4 separate regions of the Mus musculus genome follow, and regions 1, 3 and 4 are each linked to region 2. The links are chromatin contacts, called in public Hi-C maps. All regions are on one chromosome and are shown on one strand. Each heading gives the region's core, a stretch centred on a gene start, on an enhancer-like site or on the middle of the called end of the contact. The rest is flanking DNA. Distances are from core to core; before and after follow the strand shown. Region 1 has its middle 4.0 kb from the start of Gm36481. Region 2 holds the start of C130026L21Rik (RIKEN cDNA C130026L21 gene). Region 3 has its middle 18 kb from the start of Gm36434. Region 4 overlaps Mn1 (meningioma 1).

The links. Hi-C and Micro-C count contacts between places; a contact is called where the count stands out from the background.
Region 1: a contact with region 2 is called in a Hi-C map of cortical neurons, with 2.8 times the contacts expected there. The contact joins the enhancer-like site here to the promoter of C130026L21Rik in region 2. A contact is called at or near these places in 3 of 39 promoter capture datasets (hippocampal neurons, liver and stem cell-derived epiblast-like cells), 4 of 484 Hi-C or Micro-C datasets (cortical neurons, neurons and uterus) and 2 of 115 datasets of contacts at active chromatin or transcription factors (double positive thymocytes and forebrain).
Region 3: a contact with region 2 is called in a Hi-C map of cerebral cortex, with 2.4 times the contacts expected there. The contact joins the enhancer-like site here to the promoter of C130026L21Rik in region 2. A contact is called at or near these places in 9 of 39 promoter capture datasets (the 3T3-L1 cell line, cranial neural crest, embryonic stem cells and 5 more), 18 of 484 Hi-C or Micro-C datasets (brain, cerebral cortex, embryonic fibroblasts and 10 more) and 3 of 115 datasets of contacts at active chromatin or transcription factors (the SCID.adh cell line, embryonic hindbrain and neural progenitor cells).
Region 4: a Hi-C map of DN3 thymocytes shows a contact between it and region 2, with 3 times the contacts expected there. The contact joins the enhancer-like site here to the promoter of C130026L21Rik in region 2. A contact is called at or near these places in 4 of 39 promoter capture datasets (the 3T3-L1 cell line, hematopoietic stem and progenitor cells, hippocampal neurons and 1 more), 1 of 484 Hi-C or Micro-C datasets (DN3 thymocytes), 6 of 115 datasets of contacts at active chromatin or transcription factors (embryonic basal ganglia, embryonic hindbrain, embryonic midbrain and 3 more) and 1 of 9 other capture datasets (embryonic stem cells).

What each region holds. Positions count from the first base shown.
Region 1 is chr5:111,702,338-111,705,037 of GRCm38.p6, forward strand. No RefSeq gene overlaps it. Among named protein-coding and RNA genes, the nearest start is that of Gm36481, 4.0 kb to the right of the region's middle. Within about 2 kb of position 1,449, at least 19 of the 459 cell types and tissues checked have an H3K27ac peak or open chromatin away from gene starts, as enhancers often do. A contact at or near this core is called in cortical neurons, forebrain, hippocampal neurons and 1 more, where this site is marked.
Region 2 is chr5:111,580,273-111,582,972 of GRCm38.p6, forward strand. It overlaps C130026L21Rik (RIKEN cDNA C130026L21 gene), which reads left to right and starts at 1,289. Exons shown (of 4, transcript NR_015546.2): 1 at 1,289-1,598; 2 at 1,907-2,024; 3 at 2,149-2,238.
Region 3 is chr5:111,680,313-111,683,012 of GRCm38.p6, forward strand. No RefSeq gene overlaps it. Among named protein-coding and RNA genes, the nearest start is that of Gm36434, 18 kb to the left of the region's middle. Within about 2 kb of position 1,254, at least 36 of the 459 cell types and tissues checked have an H3K27ac peak or open chromatin away from gene starts, as enhancers often do. A contact at or near this core is called in the SCID.adh cell line, brain, cerebral cortex and 3 more, where this site is marked.
Region 4 is chr5:111,453,786-111,456,485 of GRCm38.p6, forward strand. Mn1 (meningioma 1) reads left to right here. Exons shown (of 3, transcript NM_001081235.2): 3 at 831-2,700. The coding sequence ends at 1,006. Among named protein-coding and RNA genes, the nearest start is that of Gm42155, 13 kb to the right of the region's middle. Within about 2 kb of position 1,301, at least 10 of the 459 cell types and tissues checked have an H3K27ac peak or open chromatin away from gene starts, as enhancers often do. A contact at or near this core is called in DN3 thymocytes, where this site is marked.

The DNA of each region.
Region 1 (2,700 bases), core at 199-2,698, 120 kb after region 2:
GGCCTGAGTGAGGCAGAGCTTTTCAGAGTCCTGCTGGTCAGCAGCAATATGCTCCGGGGTTCCCACTGTGAATAAAAAGGACGCCGGCTCTCACTCCTGCAGATGTTCTGGGACCCAGCATCTGTGCACAGCAGGAATGGTCATCACTTGGCTCTGTGTGTCTCTTCCAAGTGAACCTATTTTGTGTGTGTGTGTGTCTGTCTGTCTGTCTGCCTGTCTCTGTGTGTAAGTGTGTATCTGTATCTCTGTGTGTGTGTATGTTTGTGTGTGTATCTGAGTATGTATTTCTGTGTGTATCTGTGTATGTGTGTGTATCTGTGTATGTGTGTGTCTGACTGTGTATGTATCTGTGTGTGTGTATCTGTGTATGTGTGTGTCGGAGTGTGTATGTATCTCTGTGTGTATCTGTGTATCTCTCTGTGTCTGTCTCTCTCTATGTGTATCTGTGTATGTGTGTGTGCATCTGTGTATGTGTCTGTATCTGTATATGTGTGTATATCTGAGTGTGTATGTTTCTCTGTGTGTATCTGTGTATGTGTCTGTGTATCTCGGTGTCTGTCTGTCTGTCTGACTGTCTGTCTGTCTGTGTGTATCTGTGTATTTCTGTGTGTAATTGCATCTGTATATCTTTGTGTGTATCTGTGTATATGTGTGTGTATCTCTCTGTGTCTGTGTATGTGTGTGTGTATCTGAGTGTGGGTATATCTCTGTGTGTATCTATGTATGTGTGTGTATCTGTGTATATGTGTGTATCTGTGTCTCTCTCTGTGTGTATCTCTGTGTGTATATATGTATGTATGCATGTATCTGTATATATGCATGTATCTGTGTATGAATGTGTATCTCTCTGTGTCTCTCTGTCTGTTTGTCTCTGTGTATCTGTGTGTATCTCTATGTCTATCTGTCTGTCTGTCTCTCTCTATGTATCTGTGTATGTGTGTGTATCTGTGTATGTGTGTGTGTCTGTGTGTGTGTGTTGGAGGAGGTACACCTATGTGCCCCTACATGTATAAGACTGAGGATACCTACCTCAGGTGACCTCTTTCTAGATGTTTCTTGCTCCCTTTAAGATGGGGTCTGTCATTTGCTTACCAGTCAGGCTAACCAGCGAACTCCAGGCATTTCCATCTCCCCATCGTCAGCACTGGGTTATAAATGTGTACCACCATACCTGGCTTTTTGGTAGGTTCTGGAAACCTGAACTCCATTTCTCATGCTTGCATGCCAAGTACATTCCTGATTAAATCGTGCCCCCACCCACCCCTCATCAAGCCATCTTAGGGTAAAAATAAGTCTCTAGTCTAAGATTAAAATTCCCTTGGATGCCCCTCCCCTCGCTCTGTAAGGCTGAAGGTAAACAGGGTTTGTTCAAAGCCTTGGAAACATTCCTGCATAATTGTGCCTAGTTATTAATGGTAAGACACCTGATCCTAGCTGGGCTGCACACCCGGATTCTGCTTTCTCTCCCTGCCGTTGCCAGGGCTCCCGTGTGCGACATCCGCGTGGCATGTCACACACATGGAAATGTGTGGTATGACAAGCACACTGTGTTACATTATACATTCTATACAATGTGTGTAATGGGATGTAGTGTATGACATATTCAGTCCCTTCTCAGCAACCACAGGGCTTGCCTCCAGACCTCCCTGGGCACCAGGATCTGGGATGCCCATCCCTTACATACAGTGGAGTGTTGCGGCATTTGCTGAGGAGGCTGCTGCACATGTCAATCACTCCCATGTGACCTTTGACCCCTGCTTCAACATGACAGCTGTGGAGACAGTTGCTGCACCTCATTGTCTGGAGAATGATGACAGGTTCTGCATTGAAAATGGTCTGAAGAGGGCCAGAGAGATGGCTCAGGGGGTAAAGGCAACTGCAGCCAATCCTGCTGACCTGAGTTCAATCCCCAGGACCCACATGGTGGGAAGAGATAATCAAATGTCAAAGTTGTCTTCTGACCCCCACATGTACAGTGTCATGTGTACCTCCTATAAATAAATAAATACAATAAAAATAGCTTCTGTAAAGTGCTGGATGAAGCCGACCGAGGGTGTGTTGCTGTGGGAACAGAGGCTGACTGCACACTAAGGGAGGCATGTAAAATAATCATGTGTGTAGGTAGAAGTCAGTGGCTTCCACACCGTCTCTCAACTGCTCAGCTTCGGGGCTCTGAAAATAGCTAACCTGGAGACTTCAGAGAAGACGCTAAAGAAGCGAATCACAAGAAGAAGCCAGCTAATGATGAATTATAAGACACGTGACACAGAGCCCAGAAGGCGAGCGTATGAAAAGCACAGTAGCTAGTGGCTGTCGCCATCGTCACTGTCCTGGGAAAGCTGCATGGCAATTTGCTCTTTGGGGAGCAGAAATTCACTCTTTGGGGTTAAAATGAAGTTTTCTTTGAAATGTCTTTGTGGTGTATGTGTGTGTGTGTGTGTGTGTGTGTGTGTGTGTGAGAGAGAGAGAGAGAGAGAGAGAGAGAGAGAGACAGAAAGACAGAGACAGAGAGAGACAGAGAGACAGACACAGAGAGACAGAGACAGACACAGAGAGACAGAGAGACAGAGAGACAGAGAGACAGAGAAAGAGAAACATACAGAGAGAAACAGAGTCACAGAGAGATAGAGAAACAGAGAGAGACAGAGAGATGGAAAAAGAAAAACAGAGACAGAGAGACAGAGAGATGGAGAAAGAGAA
Region 2 (2,700 bases), core at 39-2,538:
GAGCACCGCCCACGCAAAGTGCAGGGCAGCGCAGGGGTGTGGGCACCACGCTGCTGAGGCTTACACTGTACTTTGGTTTAGTTCTAACAGAGACTTTTCCCTGTGCACCATCCTTCCTGCTGTTACATACATGCACACACTTTAAACATTTGCGTACATGTATGTATGTATGTATGTATGTATGTATGTATATGAGTGTGATGTGTGTGTTCACGTGTGTAAGTGTGCTGTGGCATAGGTGTGGAGATCAGTGGACAACCTCAGGTCTCAATCCTCACCCTCAACCTTATTTTAACAGGTCCTCTTATGTGCTGTGTGTACTCTAGCTAGCTGGCCATAGAACTTCCAGGGACCCTCCTGTCTCTGCCTCCCATCACTGGGCAAGATCCCTGGGCTGGCAAATCCTTGTTCTTGCGTTGGGTCCTGCCTGGGTTCTGGGCATCCATTCTGCCTTCTCATGCTTGCAAGAAAAAAAAAAATCTATGTGACCACTGAGCTCTCCAGCCCCATTCCACTGACAAACGGCAGCTGTAACTTGTCAGATGTCAATCATAGGGAGGCTCTGGGCGATGGAACCCAGGGTTTTATGAGTGTCACATGGTGCTCTGCCACCAGGCTAGCCCAGCCCAGTGTGTTTTCACACACAGGTGGTCCTCCATAGTCCTGTCAGTCTGAGAGGAGCATCTTTTCAGCCTCTAACCACTTCCCTGCTGCCGAGAGGTCCCGGCCCAACAGTGGTCTGGACCACACATAGCTGTGGCCTAAGAACTGAACCAGGAGGAGCTCATTTTGCGACCTGTGCCTCAGTTTCCTGATCTGACAGTGAAGCTCCCGTGTCTCCCTTAGGCAGCAGCTGCAGAGTAACCCCGCATGTGGGTTGCAGCGGCTGCTTAGCCAAGAAGGTGCCGCCAGCATCAGGCTGCAAAGTTCCCGTGAACCCAGGGCTGTGGTGCAACTGTCAGCTAGGCCCAAGCCCCCAGCCCCGGAGACCCCGGAGCCAGGCTGCATCTCGGGGAAATGAGGCCCGGTGGCCCCTGACCCCAGCCTGCAAGAGGCTAACCCCCTCCCTGGCCCCTCGGCTGTGAGGCTGCCCGCCCGGACCATTCATGGGTTTGTATTATAAGATGACTGCCGTCGCCATGGCAACATGAAAGGAGCCGATCTCATTACTGAGGCCCGGACACATTATTTTCTCCAAGGAATTTCTTCTTTTCATTATTTCCCTCCAAAGGTCAGCTGTCCTCTCAGGCGGGGCGGGGGCTGCGGGGGTGTCCACGAAAGGTGAGCCGATTCGGGGCCCAATTCCCCGGGTGGAATTTACAAGCGTTTTGCCTTCTCCTCCTGATCTAACACCAGCTTAGAGAATTTCTTCAAACCAGCCTTTCTCTTTAACCCCTGCGGCTCCGGCAGACAGCAGCCCAGCCATCCTTGCTAAGTTCCTGAGATTCCCTCCAGGGTCTGGGCTTTTCTCCAGCACGTGGCTCCCTGCTACCATCCGAGAAGTCCCTGATGCTGAGGTCTCTGCTGACTTGCCCCGAAGGATTGCCGACACACGGACATTTATGTCTTCCCCACAGGGAAAAACACCCCATTAGAAGGTAACACTAATGCGGGGGCGGGGGTGGTGGTGGCGGGGAGTCCATATCCTCGCTTGGAATGCAGAGTGTGCTGCAATTCAGAGACTGATAGACCTGCTAACATCCCTATCAGGCTGTGTGCCCTTGGGCAAGTAGCTCCCTGTTTCTGGGCACACTTTGCTCATCTGTGAAGCAACTCTATGTTGGTGTGTACCCAGGGAATGAGCAGAAATCATGAGCAGAGTCTGGCTGGCACCCAGGAACAGTAAATACCAAGGATTGATGATCGTATTTTGGTGTGTTTCTATCCATTTCTCTCTGTGTGTCAGCTGTCTGTAACTGTGAAACAAACAGCCCCGAGACTTGAGACTCGTTACCGGGAAGCAGCGATAACTCGGTATTAGCTCGTGCAGTTTCTGTGGGTGGAGGCCTCTGCATCCGTCTCTGGTGGGTCCTGAAGTGGCTGCAGCTACCCAGAAGAGGGAGGCAGAGGCTGGGATGGTTCTTCTGATATCTGGCCTCACAAGTCAACCGTATCTTGTGTCTATCTGCCTTACTCTGTGTCCAATAGGCAGAAATTTGGTTCCCCCATAGGATCTTCAGGGAGCTGCAGTGACACCAGAGGAGGGCTACTGGAAATGGCACCAGGACATCATATTCGGTAAGACAGGATCAGGGTGGACACCCATTCTACAGAGGGAAAACTGAGGCTCTGGACAAAAAACAGTGGCTTGCCCCACTGGCTTCCCACAGGCTCTAGATTCTTCCTTCTGTCTCAGTTTCTCATGGGGCCAGTCATTCAGCTCACCAGATTCTCTATCTGGGACACTGGAGGATTGTCTGCCCCTGTGTGGTGGGTACTCAGAGCTGGGGGAGCTCCCAGCCTCTCCATGGGAATTCTGGCACGTGCAGCGAAGATGATGATGTGTAGCTGTGATGTTGATGATGTGTGTTTGTTGACAGTTGGACGATTGTCTACCTCACAAGACAATAAATGGCTGCCAGAGGCAGAAACGTCAAAGTCAGTCATACAGATCTCTCTCTCTCTCTCAAAAAACAAAACAAAACAAAAACCAAAAAACTAACTCATGCTCTTGCATCTCCTACCTCCTGTGAATGATGC
Region 3 (2,700 bases), core at 4-2,503, 100 kb after region 2:
GCCCCATGCACCAATGGGCCTTGAGTTTGGAGCACACCAGGCTAGGGGCTGACTATCTGAGCCTGCCCCATGCATGTGTATATCTGTCTACTCATCTATCTATCTACCTACCCACCATCCATCCCTCCATCCCTCCATCCAGCCTCTTACCTATCTGTCCACCCATCCATCCATCTATCCATGCATCCATGCATCCATCCATGCATCTACCCATCCCCCCACCCACCCATCTATTCACCTACCCACCTACCTGTCCATCCATCCATCCACCCACCCATCCATTCACCTACTCACCCACTTATCCATCCATCCATCCATCCATCCATCCATCCATCCATCCATCCACCCAACTGTCCATCTCTTCACCAGAATTTTTTCTTTTCTGTTTTCTTTCGAGACAGGGTTTCTCTGTGTAGCCCTTGCTGTCTTGGAACTCGGTCTGTACCAGGGTGGTCTCAATCTCAGATCCCAGTGCCTCTGCCTCCAAAGTGCTGGGATTAAAGGCGTGCGCCTGACTTTGAGAAATGTTAATTGAGAAAATGTGTACACCTGATGTTACAGTTAAAGTAGACAGTAATGAAGAAAACCTGTCCCCCATACTCCCCAGGCTCTGATACTCTAGAGGAAGAGACACCGAATCCTTAAGGTTTGCAGCTGCTTCAAGGGCTAAGTGTGTTCCTAAGTATGATGAGGCCAGAGGAGGTCTCCTGAGGGATTGGTATGAGACCTGGGCTGAGAAGGACGGATTAAATACTAGCATTGAAGAGAGGGGAAGCGTATTTCACTGGGGCTGCACGTGCAAAGGGTTTGTGGCAGGCAGAAACCTTCTGGCCACACATTCCTGCTGTCTGGAGGGCAGAAAAGATCTAGGGGCCTGGCAGGTATTAGTCCCATGGCCACAGGAGAATCTTGACCTTTACTGTAGCACACTGGAAGCCATGGAAAGATAGAACATGAATTTTTTGAAAGTTCATTTTGTAGCCCTAAGCCTGATACGGGCGGTGTTGGCCTCAGGATCAGGGACAGGCACAGGTCTGACCCTGGCCAACCTGTCCTGGAGCCCCAGGACACTGTCTACACTGAGAAGACTATGACAGCCTGAACCCTCCAGAGGCAGGAACCCAGAACCCCTCACCCCAGCCAGTGGGTTCATTTACATGATCCTAGCTTAATTCATCCAGGGTATGTAAATGTATGCAAACCAGCATCCAGGAGAGGCAAAAATAGCAGGATGCATTAGCATGCCTCGCAGGAACATCGTTTTATGCAAATGGTTGCTGGGCCTACTGAGTGGGCAGAAAGGGGCATCTTCTCATCTCCAAGAGGGCCAGCTTCCTGACCCGCCCTGGACCCTGGCCAACTCTGCCATCAAGGGCGGGGGCAAGCGGGGAGGTCACAGGTACGGGGACAGACAGAATGGGAGGACCTTGGAGGGCTGCTATCCTGGAGTCTGGTGAGGTCCCTAGGATGGTGGGACCTCAGTCAGCTGCTGTCCTGGCTAGTCTTTGCCTCCACCCTGCGTCCCTCCTCCCTCTCTGCTCTGGCTAGTCCTCCTCACAAGCCTCCCTCTGATTGCTTTCCTGTACTGGCTTCTCTGAGATCAGACACAGACCTCCCACCCCTGGCAGCCTGCATTGTACATCCTGGGCACTGGTTCTGCTTTTCCAGGCCTCACCTCTGTCCTTCTCACACCTCTTGCCTCTGTGCCCCCATCCCCATCCCCCGAGTCCCACGCCAGTGTCTGTCTGGCTCTGACATTCCCTGTCACTTCTCCTCAGCTGTCTCCCCGTTTATGTTTCTTTCTCTGCCTCTGTCTCTCTCCTTGTCTTGCTTTGTCTCTGGCTGTTCCTGTCTCTTATTCTTCCCCTGTCTGCTTTTTCTCTTCTCTCCATATCTATTTCTGTCTCTCTGTCTGTGAGGCTCTCTGTCTGTCTGCTTCTGTCTGCAGGTCTCTCCTCCCTAGATTTTTTTCGTCTCCTTTTCTGTGCTTGTCTCTGCTCTTTCTATATCCACCCCCCATCTCAGGAGACCCCCTCCACTCCATCTCAGGAGACCCCCCTCCACCCCATCTCAAGAGACCCCCCTCCACCCCCTCTCAGGAGACACTGAGGGACTGCCCCCCCAGAAGTACTCCTTCCTGCTCCTGGGATCACCAGAAGATGTGTGGCCATTTGGGGGAGACATGGGGTCTCCCTACAACCCACATTCTGGTGACACCCAGATTCTGGCTGCCATCCACATCAGGAGGGCTGGGGGCCTGAGAACCCTTTTGAAGCTAGGGCCCTTGCTAGCTGAGATTGCCTGGGTTGGGTGAAAGCCAGGGATATGGCTTGGTAGTGACTGAGATTGGGTGATAGCTACTAAGTAAGGGCTGCCTCTTTGCCTCAGTTTCCTTTGCTGAGATGTGGTCCTACTGTGGTCCAAGTCAGGGCTTGCTGCGACTCAGCAACATTGCTCTCAAGTGTATGTCACCCATCTTGCCTTGACTTCCACTTGTGCCTATTGGCCTCAGTCAACCATCTTGCCTTGATTTCCACCTGTACCCATTAGTCTCAGTTTCCCCACCTGGAGACCAGTCCTGCCATTAGGTCATAGGGTGGTGGTTCCATAAACTGTCCTTTTCCTTCCTTCTCCAACTTTGCTGGTGGGTTCCTGGCATCTCTGTGCCTCAGTTTCCTTTTTTGTGGTACAGATGATACA
Region 4 (2,700 bases), core at 51-2,550, 130 kb before region 2:
AACTCAATTTATGCTCCTTTGTAGGGCTAGAACCGGGGTCTCAGTTAGAGCTGTATGTGTTCAGGAAAGTTTCTGTTCCTTTCTGGGCCACAGATGCCTCGTCTGTGAAGTGCAGGACTGGGAGGGTGAAAGAAATTGATGGGTGCCCCATAGGCTTCTCCTTGCCAGCCCACTCCCCAAGTCATGCCTTCTGAGCCCACTCCCTGTACCCTAAGGAGAGACAGAAACCTCTGGATGAAAAGAAGCTACAGAGATGTGGCCACAGAGAAGTCTGGCCTCTGCATCACTTGTCCCTTCTGACCCCCTCCTCCGTTCTGTCAGCCATGTCCCCCGAGGCAGACCATTCCCCTCTCTGGATCTTAGTTTTCTTAGCTATATAAAGTGAGGTGACCACTCTTAGCTCCTGGGGTGTGCTAGGAGGTCATCAACTAAGGAAGTTACAAGCGCGTAGTAGGCCCACAGCAGGTGTCTGTCTAAAGGAGTAGACACACCTCACTTCTTCAGAGTCTCTATAAAGCCCTGTGTGCCCTCCGGTATGCTTTTTAGATGGACTTCTCACTCTCCTGGTGTCTGGTTAGTCTTTATCCACCAGAGATGGACAAACCATGATGTCATCCCATCATCCCCTGCTTCCCAGAGGGTGACAGACCTGGATGCTGTGCCGTGTATTGCGGTTGCATCATCATTTTCTTACATCATCTTCGCAGCCCAAACTTCTGAGGACCTCTCCAGCCATGGGAGAAGGCTACCTCTCATCAACCCCTCCCTCCCTGCTGTCACCCCTGCATGGTCTTCCAGTGGCCACTAACGTGTGTCTTCTTTCTCCACAGCCCATGACCACCCCACCAACAAGGCCTCAGCCACCCAGCCCGGCAGCCACCTGCAGTGCCTGACTGTCCACTGCACAGATGGTGACCCCAAGGCCCGCACCTCCGTACCCACCTGGCGGTCTCTGCACTCTGATATCTCCAACCGATTTGGGACATTTGTGGCCGCCCTGACTTGAGCCCACGGGAGCCGATGCCCTAACCATCACCACGAGGGGCCTCCGTGGCTGAGCAGACTCTTTACAATATTTTTTTTCTTTCTTTCTTTCTTTCTTTTTTTTTTTTTTTTTTTTTTTTCTTTTTGGGTCTAGGTTGGTACTTTCTTAGTGGCACTCAGAATGGAAAGGGTTCATTGAAAGGGGCCGGGGAAGGTGATCAAAGGAACCTCAAAAAAGTTATCTGAAGGAAACCATGTGTGCCACACCGTGACACACCTGTGTCATCCTCCGCAGCAAATGCTGTGCTGGTGGGCGCAAACCTTTTTCCTGCTAGAGAACCCCCATTTCCTGTACTCGGCGTGTGTTCTAGAAGGCTCTTGCTTTGTTTAAGCCTGGACAGGGGTACCTGGAAACCCCCCCCCCCCCTTTAAATTCTTTTCCCTCCCTCTTTTCTATTTGTCCATCCCTATGGAGATCTTGGAAGATTGTGTCCTGGAGCACTCCCCGGGTGGATGTAGCAGGGTCATGCCAGTGTCGACTGGTGACATGGAGCAGCTGGAGGCGCCTTCACACACCGGGGGAGTTTTCTGTGCTCCCTGAGAACTTGCAGAGAGAGGTCTTTTCCTGATTGGCCCTTAGCATTCACTAAGCTTCCATTCCTCTCATTGGGAGCAGTCCCTCTGGTCCCTTCTGGGTTGTGAGTTGGATGCTGGTGTCATGGGCACCCTCTCCTTCACTGAGGCTACCGTTGCGCCCTCTGCCTTCTCTGTGGCCTTGTGACCCTCAAAGGGCACAAGGGAGGGTCTGCCAGTTGTCTAAGGGACTTACTGGCCCTGTTCTCCCAGATGGCAGCCAGGGTGCCTCAGTTCCACCTCGCATAGCATCCCTAAGTGAATCCATCCCTGGGAGGAGGGATTGAGGCAGCCAAATTCAGGCTGAGACACTCTTCGGTCCTGCACAGATCCTAGAGGGGAGGAGAGTAAATTGAGTGGCTTTGTGATGCCTGTTCCCGAGACTCACGTTCCCTTTGTGGGATGTCTCCTGCCCTTTGGATTTGGTTTCATTCTGATTTACAAGCAGAGCCCTGCCCAGTGTGTCCCCCTGGGAGAGACGCTTCTGCCTAAGTGGAGGGGAGCAGAGATTGCTGAGCTGATGTAGATAAATCTACAGCTTAGGGTGTGCTCTGTACCCCGCCAACCTATGTGGCCCACTATGGCTATGCTGTGGGGCCCTGCATCCCTGGGAGGGTCAGTCAGGCCAGAGCCAGTTCAGTTTTTGTTGTTAGTGTGTCTCTTCAATTACTCCTTTCTGAGCCCCACCTGAACTCGACAGACACCCTTCCCTTTCTTAGTAAGAGGTCCGAAGGCTTGGCTCTCTCCAGATACCCGTATTGTTTGTGTCAAGGGACTTTCAACTGTGGGAGCCCCTTGCCAAAAGCTGGCTATCTCCCTCAAGTCCTCTCCTCCTCCTCGTGGCTAAGTCCTGAGCCCCCAGGATCTGCACTTGTTGCCTGGGCGTTGTGATGGGGCTCAGAGGGCAGACACAGGTGGTATGGGCTGGTGGAGCAGGAAGGGCCCTCTGTTTTGTGCCCAAAGCAGTGAAGGGATGGCTTCTCTCCTCCATGGGCCACAGGAGCATCCTCCAGGCTTCGGTCTCTCAGAGTTGGTGACATGTAGCTAGCTGTCTGAGAGTGCCAGCCTTTCAGTCCCCAAACA